2 separate regions of the Drosophila melanogaster genome follow, and region 1 is linked to region 2. A link is a contact called in public Hi-C data. All regions are on one chromosome and are shown on one strand. The core of a region is the stretch at or near the end of the contact, and the rest is flanking DNA. Distances in the headings are between cores, read along the strand shown. Region 1 overlaps lncRNA:CR32773 (long non-coding RNA:CR32773). Region 2 overlaps CG42541.

Region 1 (6,078 bases), core at 3,413-5,912, 610 kb after region 2:
AGTTTGTAAACGAAGACGAAGCTTGCATATTAAACAGTTGAAATTTTTATGAATGAAATCGAGGGGACTGTGCTTGGGCATTTTGGTTTTTGGGGGCTTGTGAGATTACGATTTGGATTGGGAGCGATCTTATCTCGGTTCGTTGACGCCACACTCGATTACCTCGACACTCGACACACACAGACACACCTAGAAAAAAAAAGATGTGGGTAACCATTTTCAGAAGTTGGGGAGATCGTGACAAGTGCACTTGATTGCCGAGAGAACAATAAGCCAAGATTTTACTGGAAGTCGCGGCTTCCGAGAATACGTAACCCGTCTAGGAAATGGGCTTGCCCACCATTCAATATTTCACATTGTTTTCTAGGCTATAATAAAATAAATCAGCTGGCAGCTCCAGTCTATGGATAGAAAGTTGGTACTTTTACCGGATTTTCGTTATGAAAATTCTGATTACCTAATGATTACGGAAGTGTTGGCACTACGAGCATTTCTCTTCAAGTGCCATAAAGCGCCACATAATTGAGTTCCTTCTCTTGGAGAAAATTAAAAGAAAAAAATATCCATATAGACGCGAAACTTGAGGACATCCTGAATAGCTTTCTTTGGCATTGAAAGGCCAAAGTACTGCACTCCAGCTTTGATGCTCATATGCTTGTATGTATGTGCGATTCACACCTGCGGACCCCAGCAGGTGAATATGTATACATACATATGGCCAACTCAATTCCATTTGCCAGGCAGCCACACATGCTTGACGGAATCCTGGGCAGAAGTAACTGGAGCGGAGGCCAGGAGTGCCACTCGTCAGATAATCGCAAAACGGCCCAAGAAGAGCATCCTCAAGAAAATGATATATAAAATGCCAGTGTCCCCCTTACAATTTTCCCATTTCCCAGGAAGGGGCCAGTTCCAAGTCGGTGAGTGAGTGAGTCGACACATCAAAGCAAGTGCACAAATTAAGCTAAACAAAACCAAACAACAGCAAGCAACTCGCATACACAGGACATTCCAGTGGCTCTGGGCAAAGGGGTATTGATTAAAATTAACTTTTATAGGGTTAACTTGAACATTGGGACTTCATCACGAAAATATAATGCATATAATGGATCATAGGTGACAGCAAGCAAGATGACAGATCTCTTATGTGATTTAAAAACATGGCCCCCATTGAGCTACGCCACTGGGGTGGGGACAGTCTTGTCGGCATTCTTTCAAAGCGTATGCCCCGCCCCTCTTATCCGACCCGTGGCCCCTGAAAAGTTAGCCCCAAGTTGCAGGAGCGTCAGATGAAGTTGCTCCACTTCAACTCACACACTCAAGCCTCGCTTGGTTAAGCATGTGTGCGCGCGTGTGTGTGTGTGTGTTGACTAGTGTGTGTGTGTATGGATGAAAGTTCAACTTGAAAGTAGCTGGTAGATGGCTGCCTTTTTTTCAGCGCAACTTTGACGACTCCCCCCAGCCCGCAGCACGAAAAGGACGAGCCAAGACGACATTCCTGGGGGCCAAGGAAAATTCAGAAAACAAGCAGGGAATATGTGGGCTTGCACAATGTGGGTGCGGATGAAAAGCAGTAGTTTTTTTTTTCCTGCAGGAACCAATCTATGGTATTGCGTAAACAAGGCGTCAATCAATCGATCGATCGTTTCTATTTATAATCGTGAAAATGCAAGAAAATTGAGTAGAGATACTGGGGAATGGATGTCCCTTGTTTACAGTCTTAAGAGCAATATACATAAATTTCGTGGAATCGCGGTTAACTTTTCTTTTTTTTTCGTTGAGTAGAAGCTGCAGTTTAAAATGACGTTTGTACTTAGAATTGGTGAAAAATTTCATTTACGATTCCAGTCTTATTCGTTGTACCGACATTCAAGCATGCATTTATTTCATCTTTTCAATTTGCGTCCAAAATATTTCTGTTGAACTTTGGCCAATAAAAGGAACCCAATTAGCCTCATCGTTACTCATTTTATGAGTGAAACATGTCGGAACACCTGAGTTGTTTTTATTTTGCAATAATAAATGGAATTGAAGTGCATAAATGGTAGTATAGCTATCAAATAGCCTCAATCGATTTACGCAATTTTCGCTTGCTTCCGTACGGAAATTTTTGAGTGCCAATTGCACTCGACGTTTTTGTATTTTGTGAGAAAAACATCCCCACATATCGAAGAGGCATTAACTAATTTTATTAAGCCATCATCAAAAAGCCGGACAAATTGCACCACGACGGCTGGATGGGCAAATAGGACTACGAACGCAAAAGGAAAAACTGCGGGCTAGCTACGAAAATTAAATGGACTGGAAAACTGGTCACTCACTCGTGCCTAAGGAACACTTTTCGGGGGTGGAATATCATCCATCCATCCAACCAACCAACCATTCATTCATTTCTGTACAGAGTGTGCGTGCATAAAACATTGCTTATTACAACAACAGCAGGAGCAGCAACAACAACAAAAACAACTGGACCTGGGACATCCGCAGAGCAACAAAATTCCCAAAATTCTGTACACAGAAAGGAGCTTCGATGCAAATTTGGTTGCTCCTTTTGGCTCCTTTGGCTCCTGCTGGTGCTGCTCTTGTTGTTTTCCCCGCTGCTGTTGCTGTTGCTGCTGTTGTTGTTGTTGTGGCAGAAACTAATGGGGCACAATGTGTCCACACACACACACACACACTCGCATAGGCACATACACGCACACAGACACACCGCCTCGGGTTGAGAGCAAAGAGTCCTGGCCTTAAACATGAGCTAAATCATCTGTAAATGCGGGCCTCAGCACGAGTCTCGGTTCAGTTAACTACACTGCCAGAAAAGCCCGATGAGCTATAAAATGTGAACAAAGTTTTACAAAAAAAAAAATCACCGCAGCAATATATTTTAAATGAGCAGCACATTTCAGTTTAAGTTGAAATGCATTATAATTCTCATTTTACATTAAATAAATAAACAATTTAATGAAGGATCATTTCATTTCTTCGCGTGTATTCTTCTTCGGTCTATCGTTTGATTCAGCCCCGTTTGGGCTAGTTGGTTTGGGTGGAATCAGTGGGGTTTTGGCCAGCATCGCCAGCCTCATCAGCCATGGCCAACAGCACAGTCGACCACGTCCTCACAATGCACACGCACTACGCACATGTATGTGGGAGGATGGGTCGCATGAGGCAGATGAGGCGGTGGTCGGGATATGGTTATTCCAGTGGGTGGCGCTTCAATGGTCAAGTGGGATGGCTGCTGCTGCTGACGTTGCTCTGTAGCCGTTTCAGGCGAGAAAATTAAATTGGCCAAAAGTTGAATCCATAACTTTTGGCTATGGACTGGACACACACTCACACTCGTCTGTGAAAATTGAGTGTGTCCAGGATGGGTAGTGAAATGGAAATGGAAATGAGAATGGGAATGGGATTGGAAATGGAAATGGGAATGGGAATGGGGCTGAATGAAAATGGATGGGCAGCAGAGGCGGCCATTTTGGTTCGACCCCAAGCGAAGGCCGGAAAAATACGTGTGCGAAAATGGTCACAATGAAAATGACCAAACAGAAAATTGGCAATGATAAGCCAGCTATAACTGAGCCAAAACAAAAAACAGAAATGGAATCAGTTTTCTAATTTATAAATATATTTAGTTACCTGCAATTTAGGTAAATTTTAGAACAAACTAGAATTTCATATGAATTAAATAAATGTATAATATACTTTAAAGAGTTCGAAATGTGCATTTAATGAATTTAAATACTCAATGGCTTTCAAATTGTTCTAGTATTTCAATGATTACTTTAATGCTCAACTGTATTCCCATTTTTCTCATTTCAAATATTGCCGCCGCATAGCCCGAGGCCGTGGCAATATTTCCGATTAAATTTAATCTCAACTGTGATAAAAAAAAAACAAACTGCAAAATTAATACTTGACATACCGTGAAGACTTTTCCCAGCCAAGCGGAATGCAATAGGCGGCCGAAAATTCAGTGTCTGGTTTACTACCAAGGGCATAAAAACCTTAGTGGCTTTGGCTTGAAAAGGGGGCATCATGTGGAAACTCTCGTAATAACGGGAATGACGGGAATTTCAGGGACCACCAACTTGGGAGCTCCATTTTGGGGTCACTCTAATAAAGAGTCCGTGTCGGGATTCGGGAAAGCCCACTCCATAACATCCATACATGTGTGAGTTTCTGCTTAAAAGCCAACAGCAGCTGCCCCAAAAAACCATGAGGAAAATGGGAAATGCCGGAGGGGGGGAATCTCGGGTGGATGCAGTGGGGATCCGACGGCCTGGTTATGTTTGTTGCTGCCTTGTTGACTGGAAAATATGACCGCCAGCTGTTTGTTGTTCTCCAAACCAGCCGACCCACACTCACATATGGTGATGGGGCGGAAATTTATGCACTGCTGGACCCACCTTCTTTATTCCTGTGTATTCTGTGCCCACGTTCAACAGCCTCATGTCAAAGCTGATCAAGTATTTTAACCTTTTTCAGGACTCACAAGACTGAAATAACTATATTTCCTGCTTTTTTGTATTACTCGAAAATTGCTCAATAGTTACGAATGATTTTCTCGTAACATTTGTAAAAGCAATGTATCTTAAGGTATCTTCATTGGATATATGGAATAGCCGTGGCATTCAAAACCTTCCGTGTTCGCGCACACTACCGCCATCTGTCCGCTAACGCCGGCAACGAACGGGCGCCATCTATGGGACGGTGACAACACCTCCGGTTTCTTTCGCTGTGGTGGCAAAAAAAAGCAAGAAAACAGGCTTCGTCTTCAGCGACTTTACTTTGGGGGTTGATGCTTTGCACTCCGATTAAGGACAGGGTTGTTATTCGCAGCTGTCATTCAGAAAAACTTGCGAATTGTATGCTACTCAAGATCGTTAATATTAAGTTGTATATTCCTAACTCCTTATTTTCAAACAACAAATTAAAGCGGAAAATAAATAATAACCCATTTATTTTGGTAATTTATTTTTTATTCACTTTACATTTGTAAAGCGGTGAAAACATTAAATTGCACTTTCATTTTCACTTTATAACTTTATAAATCATTATTCACTCCCTATTTTATGAAAAACTTAAATGTTTCTATCACAAATTTAAGTTTTGGTAAGAATTGTACGATTTATTCATGCTAAACTGTTAGCTATTCGGTTGTTTATAATGCGCCTGCCTTTTTGTTCTACGTTAATTAAGTATGAGTGAAGAAATTAGACCAACCACTTCCAACAATGCTCAGCATTTAATTACGTGCTCTGAAAATGATGAGTTCATGTAATTTGAAATATTTTAATAAAATTAGCATCGGTGGTTCATAATTGACCCCATAATGCAGCCCCAAACGATCCTCCAACCACTTGTTGCCCCACTTTTGAATAGTTAAGGAAAGAAAACTAATAGAAATTATAACCCCTAGGAAAAAGCGGGAAAATGAAAAGGCGCATATGCGTGTTTTTGTGAGATTACAATAGGGGTGTTGGTGTAATGGTGTGAGGGTGGTAGTGCGGTGGCTAGAGTGTTTTAGTCGCTCCTGGTGGTCATGTGTCACCATTGGCCAAGTACTTCTCAAAGGACAGCGAAGATACACTCGAACGCACACCAATGCAGATCGAAAGAGAGCACGAAAGAGAGCCAGAGAGCAAGGGAGAGCGAGAGAGAGTGAGTGCAAAACGGAGCATTAAGGGTGCTTTTCTGCCGGCGTCGCTGCTGTGGTGAGTTTCCTTCGTTTGCCGTCGTCCTTTTAGATTTGTCACCACCAAAAGGGGAGGATTTCTGGGAGCAGAAAAAAAAATACAACGAGTAGGTGGGGGTCCTTGTGAGTCCTTGTTTTTACTACTATTATTGTTGTTGCTTTTCTGTTTTGTTTGCCAGCGTCGTCGACTGGATGTTTTTAGAAGTCTGTATGTATGTATGCGTGTTTGTTGTCCTGCGTGTGTGACAAAATGGTGAATTTGCTCTCGCCGTCGTTTTACATGGCGTTTTCCTTTCGTCCTTTTTTTTTTAATAAAATGGCAGCGCGTGTCCTAGCCAAAAGCAAAAGGAGGGTCCTTCTTTTCAACCCGCCCCTTACACAGTCGC
Region 2 (5,421 bases), core at 1,402-3,901:
ATGGCTCCGCGGGACAAGAGCATCTCGTTCTCCTTGAGATACTGCAGGACACGCTCGGCTGCTGCGAAAGTGTTTCGATCTATCACAGAGTAGACCACCACGAAGAGGTCGATGTTGTAGGTGGCGCAGAAGGCCTCCGTCTGCAGGCGAGAATCAATTTTGTGGTGGAAAAATAATAGATGAGCCATATGGCGCAGAAAAGTAGGCTACAAAAATCGTTCAAATGAAATTTCAAGCTGCCTGACGACGAGCTGGGTGGATGGAGCCCAAAAGGGGTGGAAAAGTTCACGTTGTTACAGCTGAGACGCCTGACCTTGCTCGGACCTAAAGACCTAAAGCTTCTCTAAGTCCAGACTTATGAAATCGCACATGGGTAACCGAAAATTGCAAATGGTTTTGTGTTGAATATTTGCAAATTGCAGTTGCAATTCGCTTTGTAATTTGCAATACTTCGATGTCAATGTGCTTATTCCTATGCCATCACATTGTTTCTCCTTTAAAGTGACGGCCGACAAAGTTTAAATGAATGATTTGGCAAATGTGTCAGTGGCAGATGGGTGTAAGTCAACAGCTTGATCCACTTAACCAGACTGGGAAAATCGGAAAAATCGGAAAACGGAAAAATTCCCTTCGCCTAGTTTTCAGGCGAATCGGTACTCACCGACATCTCGCATGCGGGATGATCAATAATCTCCAAATCCGTCTCAATGTTATCGACCAGCACCGACACCGTCTTCTGTCCGTAGTCATCATCTAAAAAAGTGTATATATATAAAATGAAAATGATGAATTTTCGCTATGCTTAATGGGCATACAAAAACTAATTGGAAATTATATTACAATATAAGAAAGCAACCAACGTGAAGTGCAAGTGGTTAAGCGTCTATTTCGAGGAGTGCATTTACATTGACCAAAAGCAAAAAATGAAAGGAAGCCCTGAGCTCTGAATGTTTTTACGGAAATCAAAATAACAAGTACTCGAATGCAGTTCTAGGGTCTTAAATCGATCAAATTGCACCAAGTGTGGGCAAGGGGGTGGCGACAACCATTGCAATGGGCGTTTGAGGGGCGTGGCGCCCATAAAACCGTAATCAAAGTGATTTTATTTGCCCAGCAAGTTAATGTCGCAATTGACGCTCCCCTTTCTCTGTCCACATTGACTTGTTTTTTGTTTTTGTTTTTTAGCCCAGCCATGAAACGTGGAAAAGGACGCAGACAGTGAACTTGGAGTGGAGGCCACTGGGTGTTGGCAACTGGGAACTGACCCTCGGTGCTCCGTATTCGCTACTCTGGAGCCGTAAAGCCTTTTTGTCCCATTGGAGCACACGGAAAGTGCTACGTCACACTGCAACACTGCCAGAAAATTATATCCTATATTAAACAATTGGAAATTTCCTTATTTAAACTAATATTTTCAATGTAAACGGTAGAAATACGGTTTTTTTTTTTATTTAATTGGTTTGGCTAAAAAGCGTCACACAGGTAAAAACGTACATCGTGTAACATCGTTACATCTTTCTTTTTCTAAAAACTCCAATTCGGTACGATTTTTGTCAGTGTACGAGGACCGCCTCCCCATGAACGCTTTGTCAGCAGCTTGACACAAGCCAGCAGGATGAAGGGGCAGCTTGGTTGGCTAGAGCAGCGGAAAAGGACGAAAGGAGCTGGGTAGAAGTTGCAGGAGCAGACGATGACTGCAGTTTGCGTCCGACTCTGTTTGCATTCAGCTGTGGCAAATATTTAGACGCCATTCGACCTCCTGCATCCAAATGGTGAAATGTTTAAATGACTAGAAACAAAAAAGCCCAAACACTTCGCAGCTTAATTTGCATGTTGCATGTAATTTACCATGCGTGGGCGTTGCCGCACAAATTGAATAGAAAAAGCAAACGTGCTGTATTGCCATTGTCGGTGGCCGAAGAAGCCCCCTTCTTCCTTTCAACGTGAACTTGGGTCCTTCGACGGCTTAGCCGATTAGCTATGCAATTGGGGGGCGGGCGGCAAAAGGCGAACGGCGAACGGCAACCGCGAGTCATTGCAATGCAATTATCCAAACGCCTGTGCAAACAAGCCAACGGAAAGCGGGGAAAAGCAGGGAAAAGCAGGGAAAGCACCATGCGATTTTGGTGAGATTACACGCGCTGGCCGCCCATAAAAGCGAAACATTTTCGGGGCGTGTATTATTAGCCACTGATGGCTAAAATAAGTGCTGTGTCTGAAATGGCTGAGGATTATTAGGGCTTTCTAGAACAAGTCAAATATAGACTGTAGTCTATTTTCGTTTAGATGCCACAGGTACAGTTTTGGGTACAGTTGTGTTCAAAAGGTGTGTTTTATAGTGTTGCTCTACAACAGTGGTTGGCATAAATGTAACTGAAATCAGGGCGATTTTCCAAAATCAGAGCCCACATAGATTTACTCGAAACGGACACATGGCATGGTAATAAATTTACCATCTGCTTTCGAGGGCGTGTCCAAAGCAGTTCCGCCGCCCACAGATTTCTGTGGTCATGCAATCCTGGCAGCCATTAGCGGAATATGGCTAAGATGACGCCCACACGCAAAAGCACATAGCAATTTGCGTGTGATGTGCAGGAAAGCATTCGAGTATCGAAGCCACACACGCAGCCCTCAAGCAGTGCAAGCAGTGGAAGCAGTGCAGCTGGCAAGCTAGAAACCAGTCCGTATGACAACTCATCTATGGTAATTGCCAACAATGGTTGGCAACCAAAAGTTCAAAGACCCCCAGCACACACACACACACACGCACACACACTCGCACACACACACACACACACACTCGCACACACAATTGTCATAAAGTTCGCCCCTCCTTGTGGACTAATTAAAGTTCTTCCCAGTTTTATTATCTCCACCACACACAATCCTGCACAAACGACCATGGCAATGCCACTTTTCGGCCCTTTGGGCCTTGTCCAGCTTCAAATGCCAGTGAGACGAACAGTGAGCAATCGTAGCCCGTATTGCACAGGAAAGTACAATGAAGTTGATGACAATGATATAAGTACGTCGTACTTCATTAATATAGAATATCCAAATCGCATGCATGCGCTTGCCGCCTGACCAGAAATCATCCGCTGGCAACTGTTGCTGCACGGCGACACACACATGTTGCGTCACTTGCAGCAGAAATTATCCGCTGCTAATGAAATATTGGGTTTCGGCAACTTTCGCCATGATCTTATTACTCCAGCCAGAACTCAAGCCGTTGAGCTTCCAGCAACCCAGACGTAATTAACTCAGTGCCAGAACACAAGTGTGGTCCATTAAAGTCCGCTGCTCAAAAGGTAATTCGATAGTGGCACAATTCAATTAATTCGACTTCGGAGCGGATGCACTAGCATCTTTTGGCCCGACTAATTATGTCAATTTTCGCCAGACCCTGGTAGACAAAAAAACAAAAGTAAGAGTTTTCCGGCTTTGAGCACAGCTTATCCATGCCATGCCCGTATGGCACTTGGAAAACTGAACTAAGGTAAGACTAGAGACTTTTAAGTCACTGCAGTTTCCCTAATACGCTTGATATGCATTGCCTTGCATCGTTCTTGGTAGTAACAATAACAAGCCATGCCAAATGCCAAATGCTGACTTCAGAGGGAAGAGACGGAAAAACACTGCATCCCAGTCTATTTGCGACTAATGCGATTTTCTGGACGAGAAGCGGGACACTAAGCCGTTGGCAGTGGAAATCCTTCTCCACTTCACTGTGAAAATCCACTTAAAAGCTCCAAAGCCGCTATTAAAGTGGTTGGCAGCCAACTTGGCCATGTTCTCTAGCGTTTCCACACTCCAGGATCCGGTGATATGGTCGCGAAAGTTAATGAAATTAGCGCCGGCGGTTTTCATATTTTATGACTTTGTGCCATAATTAAAATGCAAATGTGTTTGATTAAAAGCCGCGTAGTGGAGCGCCAGCGGAGGGGATTCTGCAAGGGCGACTCCATTTTCAATTATATTGCCTAACGTGGACGAAAAGTACTTTTTCGAAATTTATCCAAACTTAGATAGCCATTTACATAGGTACGTGATTCACTTATAAATTTTATACAATTTACGCATTTCATATGCGTTGCTTAACCTGAACAGTTTCTAATAAAATAACTACAAGAACTAAGCATTCATTTGATATTTGATTATTTGGTTACAATTGGAAAAGAGCCTGGTAAAAAATGAATTTCGTACACCGACTTACCGAGACTCAGGTCGTAGGCGCATATGTAATCGGAAGTGGTGAACTGGTAAGTCAGTGTGGTCTTGCCCACTCCGGAGGCGCCGAGCATGGCAATTTTGTAGGCTGGAACATTGGGATCCCCGTCGATGACTTCGCCCGATGCCCCCGATGCGTTGCTACGAAGATACAGGCAATACGAATAACATTAATAAGCGAATCAGCGAGGCACAGTGGGCCAACCTCATACGTATGCAATCGAAATCAAAATGAATATATACATATTTATATGATAACTAATCTTCTGAACTATCAAATGGAGTAACAGAGTTAAAAAAAAATCAATAGCAAAACAATAAGTAAAATACCAATTAATGGGATTGTTGTCACTGTTCGGAGAAGGCGTCGTTTTCCTCGTCAATGAGATGGAAAACGCTTTGGCATTGTTACGATTCATCCCCATCTTGGGTTACCCGTCCCCAAACTCCAGACTCCAAGATGCCGTTGTTAATGGCAGCGGAAAGTGTTTGGTGTGGAAATTGTATGAAATTAGTCAGTCTATATAGACGCGAAAATGCCGCACGTTTCGCATTGTTGTCGCCATGTGAACTGTCATTTCATAAACAATTTATTGCCAGCCAGCCACTTTTGTTCGCCGAACACTGAACATTTGAACACTGAACATTTGAACATTGAACTCACCTATTGTGTCGATCCACGCCGCTGTTTGAGGTGCCGGTGGAAGTCACGGAGTTGATCGAACGTGACCTGCGGCTTCTGTTCCAGGAAAATACAAAAAGAAGAATAATAAATGGCTGACAAAAGTATCAGGGCTTTAGGAACTTGCCTCAGGGAATCGCCCAAATTGCAGATGCCATGGGAGGTGATGCTGAAGCTTCGCAGACGGTAGTAGGTCATGTCCGGATCACCGGCATGGATGGCCGAACGTCGCATCTCCGCCAGGCGGGGCTGCAAAGTAAAAGAAAATAGTAAAATTCAAAAAGAATGATAACATTTACAAAATAACGCATACGTCATGTGTCCTGCATCCTAGGCGTATACGCAATGTTACACGCATAAAAATAGCGCATACGCGCCGTTGACAAAGCGTACAAGCATTTTTCAATTACATTTTATAATGATAAGTACCATAAAGCCCACAACTGATGCCCCTGCACAGATATTTTATATCTCTTAAGCCTTTACAAATGGAAAACATACGTCGAATTTAA

Evidence for each region. A called contact is a pair of places that touch in the nucleus more often than the background predicts.
Region 1: a Hi-C map of the Kc167 cell line shows a contact between it and region 2, with 2.1 times the contacts expected there. The contact joins two enhancer-like sites. A contact is called at or near these places in 4 of 107 Hi-C or Micro-C datasets (the Kc167 cell line, embryo and pupal leg imaginal disc).

What each region holds. Positions count from the first base shown.
Region 1 is chrX:4,502,624-4,508,701 of dm6, forward strand. All of the region lies in intron 2 of lncRNA:CR32773 (long non-coding RNA:CR32773), which reads right to left. Among named protein-coding and RNA genes, the nearest start is that of CG3556, 25 kb to the right of the region's middle. Within about 2 kb of position 4,663, at least 29 of the 39 cell types and tissues checked have an H3K27ac peak or open chromatin away from gene starts, as enhancers often do. A contact at or near this core is called in the Kc167 cell line, where this site is marked.
Region 2 is chrX:3,896,895-3,902,315 of dm6, forward strand. CG42541 reads right to left here. Exons shown (of 13, transcript NM_001272295.1): 8 at 5,037-5,158; 9 at 4,892-4,966; 10 at 4,214-4,368; 11 at 662-753; 12 at 1-140. Among named protein-coding and RNA genes, the nearest start is that of CG15239, 15 kb to the left of the region's middle. Within about 2 kb of position 2,652, at least 5 of the 39 cell types and tissues checked have an H3K27ac peak or open chromatin away from gene starts, as enhancers often do. A contact at or near this core is called in the Kc167 cell line, where this site is marked.